3 separate regions of the Sus scrofa genome follow, and regions 1 and 2 are each linked to region 3. Evidence: chromatin contacts called from public promoter capture Hi-C data. All regions are on one chromosome and are shown on one strand. The core of a region is the stretch at or near the end of the contact, and the rest is flanking DNA. Distances in the headings are between cores, read along the strand shown.

Region 1 (4,673 bases), core at 1,101-3,600, 1.4 Mb before region 3:
ATCTTACATCAGGAAATAATGCAAATTATTGTATTATATGCTTATGCTCCCCATCCCACAAGTGCCAGAGGAGGGTATTCCAAGAGGGGTGAGACAAGTGTTACTGGGACCAGCCATCTTTTTTACTTGCCACCAGAGCATGGGGAAGGATTTAGATCATGTGCCACCACTAACCTCTGAGGTACAAAGTTTTCATGATAAAAATATTTTCTTTGTTGGCCAAGTTAGAGGCCCCAGTCTCCACAGCTCCGTCTAACATGGCATCAGATCTCTGCCACTGGGGTGGCTGATATAATCTGACCAATTCGAGTCCTATTTTCTAGTGTAAGTTTATTGGCACTCTATGGGCAGACTGTAATGCTCAATCCTGCCAGCAGTGAAGAAAAAAATGTGTCGGAGTTCCTGTCATGGCTCAGTGGTTAACAAATCTGACTCGGAATCATGAGGTTGTGAGTTCGATCCCTGGCCTCGCTCAGTGGGTTAAGGATCCGGCGTCGCCGTGAGCTGTGGTGTAGGTCTCAGATGTGGCTCAGATCCTGCGTGGCTGTGGCTGTGGCATAGGCTGGCAGCTACAGCTCCACTTAGACCCCTAGCCTGGGAAGCTCCATATGCCGAGGGTGCAGCCCTAGAAAAGACAAAAAGACAAAAAAAAAAAAACCAAAAAACACAACTGTTGTTGCTTTGACTCCCCATCATCTAAAGGAGGCCCAGCCCTTAAGGACTCCTGGGACATGGGGACAGCACAAGCCTTTGTGACTGATAATTTTTGTCAGGGGCCTCTGGCAAAGGGATTGCAGCCTCCACCTGCAAGCCACCCTGTCACTACTGATGGGTCCACTGCTTTCAAAAAGCAGTAATTAGCTTGCTCATGAGTGTGTCTCAAAACTGAAGCCTGGAGTTCCCAGGTGGCACAGCAGGTTAAGAATCCAGCACTGTCACTTCTGTGGCTCTAGCAATATCCTGGCTTTACAAGAATAAGTGGTTCCTATCGCTTTGGGGGAAACTTTAAGCTCTACACTGTAGTCAAAGCCACTGGCACTTCAAACCCTCCATGCTCTGAGATTTCTTTAAAGACTGATTTCCTTAGGGAAGCTGAATCCTAATGGTGTTGCCTGGGCCACTGGTTAGGGCAGAACTGGAAGCAGGGGTGTGTGGTATGATGGTTCTCATTACTGGTCAGATCTTAGGAACCTGGGCTGCTGCCAGTGGTCGAGCAGTTTAGTGTGCCACTTGGGGAAACTGTGGACTGTCAGATAAAGGACATCCCTCTCTTAGGGTGGGAACTGTGGAACCAAACTGCAGTGCTGAGAGACTTGTCTGGCTCACTCATTTGGATAATCATGGTCAGGGTCTGCTCTTGGAACAGTCTGACCAGAATCAAGCTGCTGATTCCATCTGTCCGATGCAGGGGCTCCCTACGCATAGGCACACTGGGACTCCCATAGCTCCAAAGGGCTGGCAGGTTTGGGGTAAGGGGAATATCCGGGGAATAAGGAGGGCAAGGATTGAAATATGCAAGCCCCCTCCACCACCACCCCTGCCCCTTTTAGGGGGAATAGTTTCCTAAGTGGAGTGGGTAGGGTCTTTGGGAAAGATGGTTTGGACTGTCCGGCGGCGGGGGGGGGGGAAGAGAAAGAGAGAAAAGCATGGTGTGCTCAGGCAGCCAATTTTCCAAAAGGAGACGTGCCTAGAGAGGGTTCAGGAAATCAGATAGACATACCAGCCTGAGGGGCCTAGGTTTTACCCAGAGAATAAGGTTAAGTCGCCATCCTTCCCTAGGCCTCGGCATAATACGGCACAAATCAAGGACGCACTCCCACCTCCTCCCGCACAAACAATCTTGGAGTGCGCCCTCCCGCCAGGCAGGGGGACCGCTGCCTCGCAAGCCGAAACCTGTACGATTCTGTTCCCCACATGATGTCACGCATTCCAAGCGACGCACGCGGGTAAGCTTTCTCCAGGGCTCGGACAGGCAGGCTTCGCCACCTTCCAATCCCGCCCCTCATTGGCTAGAAACAACTGCTCGTCTAGGCCGTTGTTGGCGGCGACGTAGGCGGGCACAATCTTAGTCGCTAAGATACCGCGTACTTCCGTTTCCTCCTCCCCCCTCCTAGGCTCCGGCAAGCTCAATCTCTTCCCTTGGACCAATGGCAAATGGGCAGTGGGCGGGACTTTATTTGTCCGGGCCAAAGAAACGCAGGCTTGGCCCGGCGTAGCGCGGCCAATGAATGTAGGGCAGCCCCTGTAACGTGGCCCGGGCGCCCCCAAGTCCTTCTCTCCTCCTCCCGGCCCAGCCCCTCCCTACCCGGGTTTCAGCACGGCGCCGGCCGCAGTCTGACAGACACAAGACGGAGCCAAGATGGCGGCGGCCGACGGCGATGACTCGCTCTACCCCATCGCGGTGCTCATAGACGAGCTCCGCAACGAGGATGTTCAGGTCCGGAGGCTCCGGGGGACTTGGGGAAGAGAGGAAGGGGTACCTGGGGGGCACCGGCGTCCCTCGCGGAGAAGATTCAGTGTTCGCAGGGAGTGGCGGAAGGGGGCGGCGGCCAATCAGTGTTCCGCTCACACCTCTCCGGTTCCCCGGACTCGATGAGACGGCGTCCGGGATTGGGTGTCGGCCCCGCAGAGGGCGCGCTTGGAGGGTCCCCAGGCCTGCCAAATGCGCGTGGCCGCTCCGGGCCTCGGAGGCCGCGGCCCACGAGGGGTCGGCCGACCGGGTGGGGGAGAGGCGAGGGGAGGGCCGGGTGATTGGCGGCGGCCCCTGAATGGCCCCTTGGGGATGGAGTGGGCTCGCGACTTTCTCCGAGTGGGGGAGGGGCCGCCGGATTGGTGGGGACCCGCGTAGGTTTTCTCCTTTCTGGGTTCGTGCGGCTGGGGCTCAGCGCTGTGGGTGTAATCTCTCCAAATGGAGACGGAGACGTGAAGGATGACTTTCCAAATCCTGCTCTTCTTCTCCCGGCAGTTTTGGTGTAGACCCTCCGAAAGAAGCGGGAGGCCAAAACCCCACTCCCAAGGGTGGAACTAGCTAAATTCCGAAGCGAATTGCCAGCTAGCCACTGGCCCCCCCTTCCGGTGTTCTCCCCTTAACTGGGGCCGGGGGCGGGGGGGGGCAGTTTACCAAGCGGGCTGTCGTTTCTGATGAGTGGCATGGGGTGGCGAGGGGTCGAGAAGAGGTAGGACTCAGGGCTTCGCCCATCCCAGCCCCACCTCTCACCCGCCCATTGACCTTGTGCACATTACTTCACCGATCTGGGCTTGTTTTCCATAAAACGTGGGCCAGTAATAGTCCCGGCCTCCTTGGATGGTAGTGAGTGACAGAGTTTATAACAGAAGAAATACTAGACGGCGCCTGACCTGTTGTAAAGGCCCAATAAATGTACCTGTAATTATTGGGAGTGGTGATTGAAGAGGTCCATCCTCCCTTTGGGCCTCAATTTCCCCACTTATAAAATTGAACCAGTCGCGGAGTTCCCGTTGTGGCGGAGTGGTTAACGAATCCGGCTAGGAACCATGAGGTTGCGGGTTCGATCCCTGGCCTCGCTGGTCAAGGATCCGGCGTTGCCGGATCCCACGTTGCTGTGGCTGTGGTGTCGGCCGGCAGATACAGCTCCGATTAGACCCCTAGCCTGGGAACCTCCATATGCTGCGGGAGCGTCCCTAGAAGAGCCAAGAGAAAAAAAAAAAAAAAAAAAATTGAACGGGTTGCACTGGCCCAGCCTCTTAAGGTTCCCACCGTGTGGCTCTAGCTCTGGACAGGCTGCAGCTGGAGTCCAGTCTCCTCTACTTCTTGCTGATTGATGTGGGCAAGTTAGTTGATTTCTCCCAGCCTTGGTTTCCCTTTCTCTCAAGTAGAGGTGATTATCTGGTTCAGAGGGCTGTTGTAGGAATTCATTTGTTTAACGAACACCTGCCACCTATCAGGTATGGAGCTGAGGATATAATGGTGATGCCAGTTGTTCACGATTAGAGAGCAGATGTGAAATGGAACCCAATACGTTAGTAGCACATGTGAGATGTGATGGGCAGAAAGCGCCAGGATGTTGTGATGGTGGATCAGTGAGTGCTGTCGGGCCTTGGCTCTGTGTTGGGCATTGTTCAGGGCACAGGTATTCAGCAGGGAACACGACAGACAAGTGCTCCTGGTCTTGCGGAACTTGGGTCAATTGTGAGGGGAGACGCAGTAAACAGAGAACAGGGCGAACGTGTGCTGTGAAAATGGGGAGAAAGATGAAGGAAGCGGGGGGGTGGAGGATGCGGCTGCAGAATGGTCAGTGAAGGCCTTGCTGAGGGGTGATGTTTGTGCAGAGATGGGGAGGCACCCCGAGGCTCTCTGGGCAGAGCCCCCAGCAAGCACAGGTCAGGTAGGGAAGATTCGTTTTAAGTAGGTCCGTCAGGGAAGGCCCCTCTTACGATGCAGAGGTTGAGACCAGAGCAGAAGAAGGAGCCAGCTCCCAAGGGAAGATGGAAAGAACCTTCTGGGAAGAGCAAGCCGACAAGTGAGGGCAGTATCCTCAATCCGAGGTGCATTTGCTCACGAGGGTTGGCAGTGTCTGGAGACATTTTTGGTTCTTGCACCTGGGGAAGTGCTGCTAGCATCTAATGGAAAGAGGTCAGAGATCTCCTAAACCTCCAATGCATAAGACAGCCCCCACTGCAAAGAATTATCCACC
Region 2 (4,983 bases), core at 598-3,097, 1.8 Mb before region 3:
CATTTCTATCAGTCAAGATCCAATTATGAAAAAAGAAATCGCTTTTTTTCCCCCCCGCTTTTTAGGGCTACACCTGCACCATATGGAGGTCCCCAGGATAGGGGTCTCATTGGAACTACAGCTGCCAGCCTTCACCACAGCCACAGGAACGCCAGATCTGGGTTGCCTCTACGACCTACACCACAGCTCACAGCAACGCAGGGTCCTTTACCCACTGAGCGAGGCCAGGGATCGAACCTGAAACCTCATGGTTCTTAGTCGGATTTGTTTCCGCAGCGCCACCACGGGAACTCCACTTTAAGTATTTAAAATACAGGAAATTTAAGCAAGAAAGTTGGTTACACAGTTGACAGAGGAGATGAAAAGTTCAATAGAAGACAATAAAACGAAACATAGAAATGATAACAGCAGGAGGCCACCACCAAGGCGAAGGGAAGGGGCGGTGTGCCAGAGCTCAGGGATCTGGGAACGCAGAATAAGATGGGCCATGGCAGGTCTTCCCTTTTGGGAGCTGGAGGCTCCAGGGGGATGTAGCCACTGCCAGAGAGGTTGCACAATGTGAAGAGAGGGGAAGAAATAAATATCTTGGAGTTTACATTCTCTTCCTTGATTTTTTTTTTTTTTTTTTTTTTTTGTCTTTTGTTGTTGTTGTTGTTGCTATTTCTTGGGCCGCTCCCGCGGCATATGGAGGTTCCCAGGCTAGGGGTTGAATCGGAGCTGTAGCCACCGGCCTACGCCAGAGCCACAGCAACGCGGGATCCGAGCCGCGTCTGCAACCTACACCACAGCTCACAGCAACGCCGGATCGTTAACCCACTGAGCAAGGGCAGGGACCGAACCCGCAACCTCATGGCTCCTAGTCGGATTCGTTAACCACTGCGCCACGACGGGAACTCCCTCTTCCTTGATTTTAATCTCCAGTATTTGACTCACTAACTGAACGTAGTGGGAAGCCAGCTAATAAAGGTACTTGGAAAATGAAGCTTGCAGGGGTAAATCCCAGGAGTACAGAACAGAGTAGGGGAGGGACCAGAAGAGGGTCGGAGAGCACACTAGACAAAGACTGGTCTTTACATCCATCCATCCTCTCTCATAGGTCCAGTTCACGAGCCCAGACATGAAACTGACCGAAGTTGGAGTTCCCGTCGTGGCGCAGTGGTTGACGAATCCGACTAGAAACCATGAGGTTGCGGGTTCGTTCCCGCCCTTGCTCAGTGGGTTAACAATCCGGCGTTGCCGTGAGCTGTGGTGTAGGTTGCAGACGCGGCTCGGATCCAGCGTTGCTGTGGCTCTGGCGTAGGCCGGTGGCTACAGCTCCGATTCGACCCCTAGCCTGGGAACCTCCACATGCCTTGGGAGCGGCCCAAGAAATGGCAAAAAGACAAAAAAAAAAAAAAAAAAAGGAAGGAAAGAAAGAAAAAGAAACTGACAGCAGTTATTTCTGGTTGAGAAAAGTCAGCAAGTATGACCCGAATGTACAGAGTTGGGCTGCGGTGAGGGAGATGCCTGGCAGACAAGAGACTCTGTCCCTCTGAGCTTCTGTGTCCTGCCAGTCCACAACCTCAGCCATACTCCTCTAGGACCCTCTGATCCTGCGGGAAAATGCAAGAGGAGATTATGGGCTATGGCTGCAGAGAAGTCGCAACGTAGAGCAATATCAAGACTTCAACTCTGTGAAGAGAGCTTAATACATTCCCTGGCTGTACGGAATAATTCTTTGAAAATGGCTGCCTCCTCACAAAATTCCTTAGCGCGCGGCCATGCTGTCCTCCTAACAATCCCTGAAACACCGCGGAGTGACACGTCAAGATAACCAGTGGCGGCGGGTGGCTTCAAAAGTCCTAGGGTGCATGCGCAAGTTCAAACCACTCCCCAAATCCTGACTGGGGTCCAAACCGGAAGTGGCCCAGAGCGGCCATTTCGCTTGTGTTGGCAACTGTCCTAATTCGTTTATCGCCTGCGGGACGCCGAGGTGATTTGGAGTATTAGCAATAGGGACGCTGTGGGGTCCTTGAGAGGAAATCGACTTGGTGTGAATGAAGTGGGGGTTGGGGGCCGAGTGATGGGGTCTGTGGGACGAATGATGCCGGGACTGTGTTGCGAGTGGTGGGGATCTGTCGGGTGAGCGATGGGGTTCTTAGTGACGGGGGCCAGGGGAGTAAGTGGGGTTTTCTAACTTAAGCTGGATGCTTGGCTCAACTTTAAACCTTTCTTTGCAGTAGTTTGTGTAAATTCAAAAGTATCTTTATAATTTAAATTCCAAGTGTACTTCAATATCAGCTTTTATCTAACTGGCCCTGTAAAACTTGCTCACTTGGGGACAGTGAACGTACGTTTTAACAGGGCTTTCACAGTTGGTACCGGGAGCTCTATGGGGAAGTGATCCGCTGCTTGGAGGACTGTCGGAGGCAGTGATTGATTGGGAGCAGGAGCGTCACGGATTGGAGGACTCTGAGGGTCTTATTGTAACACACTGTGGGGGAGACGCGACAGTGATGGAGGACCTATGAAATCAGGAAAGTGGGTTGCTAAGGGTAGCATACGGAACCAGTCGACTGGAGGCCTAGGAGGTCAGTGATGGGGGTTTGTGAAGGTGACTGCACTGCTTTCTGGGCGTGGGTGTTGGAGTCCTTTGAGAATGGATGAGTGGGTCAGTGTTGGTCGCTGTGCACACGGTGAGGGTTGGTGATTGGCAACTGAGCAAATTAATGATAGTTTCCTATTGGGGTGCACTATCTGGAACCCTGTATTGGGGATTATTTGGGGGAGGAGTGCTGTGGAAAGCACACTCACTGGAAGCCATTTGTTGGCAGTCAGGATTTCAGAAGCTTGGCCCCGGGTGACTGAGAAGCATTTCATGACCTTCTGTGGTCTAAGCACTGGGAATTTCTGGAGATCATTGTGGTCAATTATTGCTTGGATGTGGTGGGTAGAGGGAGGGAAGTGAACAGAGGGGGGAAGTGAACAGCCGAGAAATGGTAAGTGATTGGGTGTCCTGGGTGGGGCCTGTCTGCAGGCTTTCCAGGTCCAAGTGGGGTGGAGTACAATGAACTTAAGTTCTATTTTTGTCAGAAAAGGCTGAACTGTCTACATTGTGGATAGGCACTGAAGCATCCAACTCGAAGCCTGAGTTCTCTAAAAGCAACAATAAATGCAAATGATGTTTCTGGAAGCTGACCGTATAGTTGTCACTGCAACTGTGTGCAGTTTAAATTGAGGCAGACTCATTCCTTGTATCTCCCTTTGCAGACTGAGTGCCCTTAAGGCAAATTACATGGTAGCACCGGTCTTGTTTCCTCATCCACAAAATACATATAATAGTGGTCATAACATGTAGCTGACAGGGTTGTGTGAAAATTAAAGACTCTGCAACTTGCTGATTTATTTGTTTACCATGTGCCAGGCAGGTGCAGAGGGCTTGACAAGCTTCATCCTTCTAAGTTCCTCAGTGCTTTTGATAAATGCCTTCCTCTTCATCTTGAAACTGCAAATAAAGTAGTATCTTCATCTTGTGGTTAAAAGATGTCAGAGTTGCAATTAAATCTTCAGTTTAGTCTCTCTTCATTTTTCCTTACTTTTTACCGGTTAGTTTTTCTGCATTTTGTCTACCCTAATGTCTAGCACAGTGAGCCTTCAGCGAATGGCCCTCAGAAGTTCACGTGGAGAGAACAGCAGATGGGTAACTGCATGGTCCTTGCGTTTGCAGGATTTCTGGGGTCTCTGCAGAGCCCCTGCCTCAGGCCGCATCACTGAGGCTGCAGGATCTCCCTTCACACCCCAGCCCGACTCTTCCCAGCAGTTCTGATCGGACTGATCGGAGCCTCCTGATATCCACCCAACTCCAGGCTCCTAGGAAAAGTGAAGCTGTCGGCAAAAGAGACCAAGAGTCGACGCCCAGAAGGGCCATGCTTGCTGATGGGAATTTGCCCCAGAGGCCCCAGGGCTTGGGTCCAGAGGAGCTGGATGTGTCATGTGAGGTAAGCCAGAGCCTCAGGACCAGTTCTCAAGAACGGCCAGGGCAGAGGAAGCTTCACTGGCCCACGAAGGAGGATGTGCTGGACCAAAGGGTTGGCCCCAGGGCAAAGGAAGAAGAAAAGGCAGCCCTAGCCACAGGCAGGGGAATACTGCCTCCTTCCTGCTCAGCACTGGCGAAGACCCTTCAACCTCCATCCTCCATCCTCCGCTGGGCCTTTGCATGTTCTCCGCTGATCCCCATCTGCCTCCTCCTCTCCTGTGGGGATTGGCTGGTTTCTCCTGTGCCCTCCTCGTTTATAGTCATAGGATCCTAGAGCAAAAACTGGCATTCGAGGACCACACGGTTTTGCCTGTTCTAGAAGATGAAGAAAAGCGCCAGAGAACAGCATTTCCCAATTGCCCTATTTGCATGTTTTTAAAATAACAACGACCCACCCTTAAGACCTCATTTTAACTGTGTTGCCTCCTTGAAGACCATGTATCTTCAAATACAGGCATGCAAGGAAGTTCTAGAGACGAGGACTTAGCGTATGGATGCAGGACAGCATCACTGTCCTTTGATGGGTTTAGATTCAAAGTCACGGATGTGTTGTTTTAAAAAGGAATATAATACTGTAAATCAACTATACCTCAATAAAATATGAAACAAAAAATAAACACAAAAAGGTATAATAAATATGGGGCTTATTACCAACCAATATATGCTGAGATTATGTATTTCAATAATATCTAAAAATCATGTCAACCTGACAGAAACATTTGCAACAGAAAACATTAAAAGAAAGACACAGGAGGCATATGGAGGTTCCCAGGCTAGGAGTTGAATCGGAACTACAGCTGCCGGCCTACACCACAGCCACTGTAATGGAGGATCTGAGGCGTGTCTGCAGCCTACACCACAGCTCACGGCAACGCAGGATCCTTAACCCACTGAGTGAGGCCAGGGATCGAACCTGGAACGTCATGGTTCCTAGTCAGATTTGTTTCAGCTCTGCCACAACGGGAACT
Region 3 (4,573 bases), core at 1,687-4,186:
ATGCCAATAAAATAGACAACCTAGAAGAAATGGACAAATTCTTAGAAAGGTACAATCTTCTAAGACCAAACCAAGAAGAAATATAAAAGATGAACAGAGACAAATATAAGCACTGAAATTGGACATCTACATGTAAAAGAATGAAATTAGAACATTTTATCACTCCATATAAAAAAACAAGCTCCAAATGGATTAAAGAGCTAAATGTAAGACCATAAACAGTAAAATTCCTGGAAGAAAACATAGAACACTCTTTACATAAGTTGTAGCAGTCTGGGGGAGGGGGTGAATCTGCCTCCTCCAGGAAAGGAAAGAAAAGTAAAACTTTTAAATGTGACCTATTTAAACTTAGAAGCTTTGTACAGCAAAAGAAAACATCAACAGAATGAAAAGACAACCTACTGAATGGGAAAAAATATTTGCAAATGATATATCTGATAAGGGGTAATATTCTACAATATATAAACAGCTCATACAACTCAGTATCAAAAACAAAAACAAGAAACAACTCGATTAAAAATGGGCAGAAGATCTGAATAGACATTTTTCCAACGAAGACCTACAGACGGCCAAAAGTTACATGAAAAGATGCTCAACATCACTAATTATCAGGGAAATGCAAATCAAAACTACAAGAAATCACCTTACATAGCTGTCAGAACAGCTATGGTCAAAAAGACCACAGATAGCAAATACTCCCAAAGAGATGAAGAAAAGAGAACCCAAGGACACTGTTGGGAATGTAAACTGGTATAGCCATTACGGAAAACAATATGAATGTTGCCCAAAAAACTAAAAATAGAACTAACATATCATCCAGCATTTCCACTCCTGGGTATTTACCTGAGAAAACAAAAACACTAATTCAAAAAGATACATGCACCCCAAGGTCCACAGCAGCATTATTTACAATAGCCAAGATTATGGAAGCAACTTATGTGTCCATCTACAGATGCTACAGATGAATGGATTAAAAAAAGACAGTGTAATATTACTTGGCCATAAAAAAGAATGAAATTTTTGTCATTGGCAATAACATAGATGGACCTGAAGTGTACTGTGCTTAGTGAAGTAGGTCAGAGAAAGACAAATTCTGCGTTTTACCACTTAACGTGTGGAATCTAAATAATAAAACAAATTAATAAATAGAAACAGACTCACAAATATAAAGAACAAATTAGTGGGTACCAATGGGAAGGGTAATGGGAGAGGGACAGAGTGAGTTAAGAGGCAAAAACTACCATGTTTAAAACAAACAAAACGCAAGGATACTCAGTACAGCACAAGGAATATAGCCAATGTTTTAAACAACTTTAAATGGAGTATGATCTATAAAAAACATTAAATCACTATGTTGTACACCTGAAATTAATATAACATGTAGATGAACTAGAATTTTAAAAAGAAAGAAAAGGTTAAAATGGGAAATACCATCCCTACACAAAAATTCATAAACATTGAGAGTACTGTGCTATGTTAAATGCCTCTGTGTTTCACTTGGTCCCATTAGAAGTTCAGCAAAACCTTTTTTTAAAACAACTTGTGGGAGGCAGGTAAACCTCCAGCATGGAAACTGAGCTCTTTCACAGCAAAGCTGTTAATAAGATGGAACGAGATCTTAACACAAAGTTTTTCACATCACAGGAACCTTAGAAAATACATGAATACTACTGACTCACAGTAGACAGACTTAAACTAAACTTTATAAACAGTATAAAGCGGCATAGTATACGAAAAGAGAACACTTACAGAAAGATTTCATGGCCCTCCTTATCAAAAACAATGCCTGCATCATTACTTAAGGAAACCAGGTATGTCACCCCAAAACATGCTTCTTTGACATAAAAATTACTTTGAGGGAGTTCCGGTTGTTGCTCAGCAGTAAAGAACCCAAATGGTCTCCATGAGGACTCCAGTTTGATCCCCTGCCTTTTTCAGTGGGTTAAGGATCCAGGGTTGCCATGAGCTGTGGTGTGGGTCGCAGATTCTACGTTTCTACGTTGCTATAGCTGTGACTTAGGCAGCTTCAGCTCCATTTCTACCCCTAGCCTAGGAACTTACATATGATATGGGTGCGGCCCTAAAAAGAAAAAAATAATTAAACCTTCTTTAAAAGCAGTAAACACACAAAAGAGCCCCTTCTCTGTCAAAAGGCAGAAAGTAAATTCTTTAAATGACGATAGACTGGGAGTTCCCATGTTGGCACAGCAGAAATGAATCCAACTAGGAACCATGAGGTTGTGGGTTCGATCCCTGGCCTCCCTCAGTGGGTTAAGGATCTGGTGTTGCCCTGAGCTGTGGTGTAGGTCAGCGGCAACAGCTCCAATTAGACCCCCCTCCATATGCCACGGGTGTGGCCCTAAAAATTAATTAATTAATTAATAATAAATGTAGACAGATGGCATCAGAGGACTCTCAAACAAACCTCATTACATGAAGATAAGAGTTATCAGGCCGTAATAGGTCTATCACTAGCCCGGAGCACTGTCAATACTTCACAATTCATCGTTTCTTTGTCTCAAAGGTATAAAAGCTTCCTGCTGTGGACATATCTTCAGGTTTTCATCCTCTTCTGAAAGCCCCCATGTACATGAAAGAACGTAATAAAATTTGTATGCTTTTCTCGCATTAAAAGAAGAAAAGGAGAAAAGAAATCCGAAGAGCTGGCAAAGCTCCCAGCATTTTGAAATTCCGCGGCTCTGAAACGCATTCCCTCCAAGTCTGGAGGTACAGCGCTCCTTTAGGGGTAGGGGAGACGCCTTCTGAAGGCCTTGTCTAGCGCCCCCGAGATGCGAACTACATTTCCCAGAAACCTCTGAGGCACAGCTCCACTCCTGCCTCTTGAGGGGTTGCATGCTGGGTAAGCGAGCCATTGAGTGTTCAGCTCCGCGGATCTCTGGGTTTCTAGACTACATGTCCCAGAAGGCTCTGGAGCACCGCCCCCAGTAGAAACTCGCCCAGTTGCATGCCGGAAGATGCGCTTTCTGCGCGAAGATTTTTTTTTTTTTTTTCTTTCTTTTTTTTTTTTTAAAGCTCTGGTTTCCTGGTGACGGTGTCTGGAGATAACCTCAACGCTCGCGCTCGCTCCGGACGCCCTGTTGGTTGTTAGGCCCCAAGCGGTGAGTTAGTAGCATCCCAGGAGGACACCAGCACGGAACGCGGCGGGCGACTGCGGTGAAAGAGAGGCGGAGAGGCCCGAAACAGAGCCTCGGCCTCTGGCTCCCGGGAGCGGCTGCGGAGGAAGTGCGAGTGTGTGTGTGTGTGTGTGTGTGTGTGTGTGTGTGTGTGTGTGTGTGCGCGCGCGCGCGGATCGGGCTCAGCCGTGTGCATAGAGCGAGACGCGCGCGTGAGCGTCGGCGAGGGAGACAGGCCGGGTACCTGTACTGGTGACGCACTTGCGCGTGAGTGTGGGCGGGGGGCGGGGGGCGCGACTCGGCGCCATCCCCGTGGCTGTGCGTCGCGTGGGCATCTGGAAGGGGGACGCGGCTAGGCTGTGACGGGCTGTGACTCGGCCACTCTGCTCTGCGTGAGTTACATGCGCGTGGGCCCTGCGTGGGTGGCGGGGCCCAGATGTGTCTCGGCGGCTGAGATGAGCCTTTGCACTTAAGTGGGATTGGCAGAGACACACACCATGTCTCTGGCGTGGGCGTCAGTTCTTGTGACAGAGTCAAGGGGTGTCTCATGGTGGTTTGTGCCATCGCTTGGCTGTGACAGGTGCAGGATTGTGTTTGGATGTGTGGCCGCGGATTGAGTGAGCACGGTTGTGTGTGACAGTGTAACCTGTAGCTCTCATGTTTCTGCTGCTCCCTCTCCCTTCACGTTCCAACCTTCTGGTCCTTGTTTGGGGACAGTGGCCCCGAATACAAGTCAAAGCCTGAACCCTGTGATGAAAATGACAAGAATGGCACAGACATAGTCGTGAGATGGCAATCTCAGAGCCATAGGTGCTCGCCATCTCAAATTCAGGTTACCTGAGTGACAGGGTGAAAAAGCCTCGGGAAGAAGATCCCCTTTTCGGATGGGAGAGGACCCTGACCAGGTAGCTGGGGGTAGAAGACAGCTACATATTTCAGAACTCCAATTATTAGAGCCTAGTCACCAGGGATCTCCGAAATTCTGAGATCTCAGTGCCCTCTTATTTCTGATTGGTTTAAGATAAGACGTGGGAACAGGTGGGGCATTGGAGGATATTTTCTGATGTAGTCTGTGCTCCAGAAAAGCCCTAGTGTCTGATTCTATCCTCTTTTAACCCCATGCCAGCTGTCTCCAGAAAAATCATCCTGGGAGTTCCTGTTGTGGCTCAGTGGAAACTAATCTGACTAGGATCCATTAGGATGCAGGTTCCATCCCTGGCCTCGCTCAGTGGGTTAAGGATCCCGTGTTGCCGTGAGCTGTGATTTAGGTTACAAATGTGGCTCAGATCCCACGTTGCTGTAGCATTGCTGTAACCCCTAGTTACAATTAGTGAGCCACTTCCAAAAGGTTACCCTTAACTGAAGGCCATGCTTTATTCAGATTGCCTTAATTTTTGCATAATGGTTTTCATCTGTTGCAGGATCCCATCCAGGACACC

Evidence for each region. Promoter capture Hi-C pulls out the DNA fragments that hold promoters and counts their contacts.
Region 1: a promoter capture Hi-C map of liver shows a contact between it and region 3, with 8 times the contacts expected there. The contact joins the promoter of PPP2R1A here to the promoter of ZNF331 in region 3. A contact is called at or near these places in 2 of 5 promoter capture datasets (fetal skeletal muscle and liver), 1 of 47 Hi-C or Micro-C datasets (heart right ventricle) and 1 of 2 datasets of contacts at active chromatin or transcription factors (skeletal muscle).
Region 2: a promoter capture Hi-C map of fetal skeletal muscle shows a contact between it and region 3, with 15 times the contacts expected there. The contact joins the promoter of ZNF175 here to the promoter of ZNF331 in region 3. A contact is called at or near these places in 1 of 5 promoter capture datasets (fetal skeletal muscle) and 1 of 47 Hi-C or Micro-C datasets (heart right ventricle).

Annotation. Positions count from the first base shown.
Region 1 is chr6:57,962,625-57,967,297 of Sscrofa11.1, reverse strand. It overlaps PPP2R1A (protein phosphatase 2 scaffold subunit Aalpha), which reads left to right and starts at 2,350. Exons shown (of 15, transcript NM_214024.1): 1 at 2,350-2,437. The coding sequence starts at 2,360.
Region 2 is chr6:58,416,345-58,421,327 of Sscrofa11.1, reverse strand. It overlaps ZNF175 (zinc finger protein 175), which reads left to right and starts at 1,847. Exons shown (of 6, transcript XM_013995120.2): 1 at 1,847-1,972; 2 at 3,707-3,977. The coding sequence starts at 3,906.
Region 3 is chr6:56,609,810-56,614,382 of Sscrofa11.1, reverse strand. ZNF331 (zinc finger protein 331) reads left to right here and starts at 2,936. Exons shown (of 5, transcript XM_021097273.1): 1 at 2,936-3,119.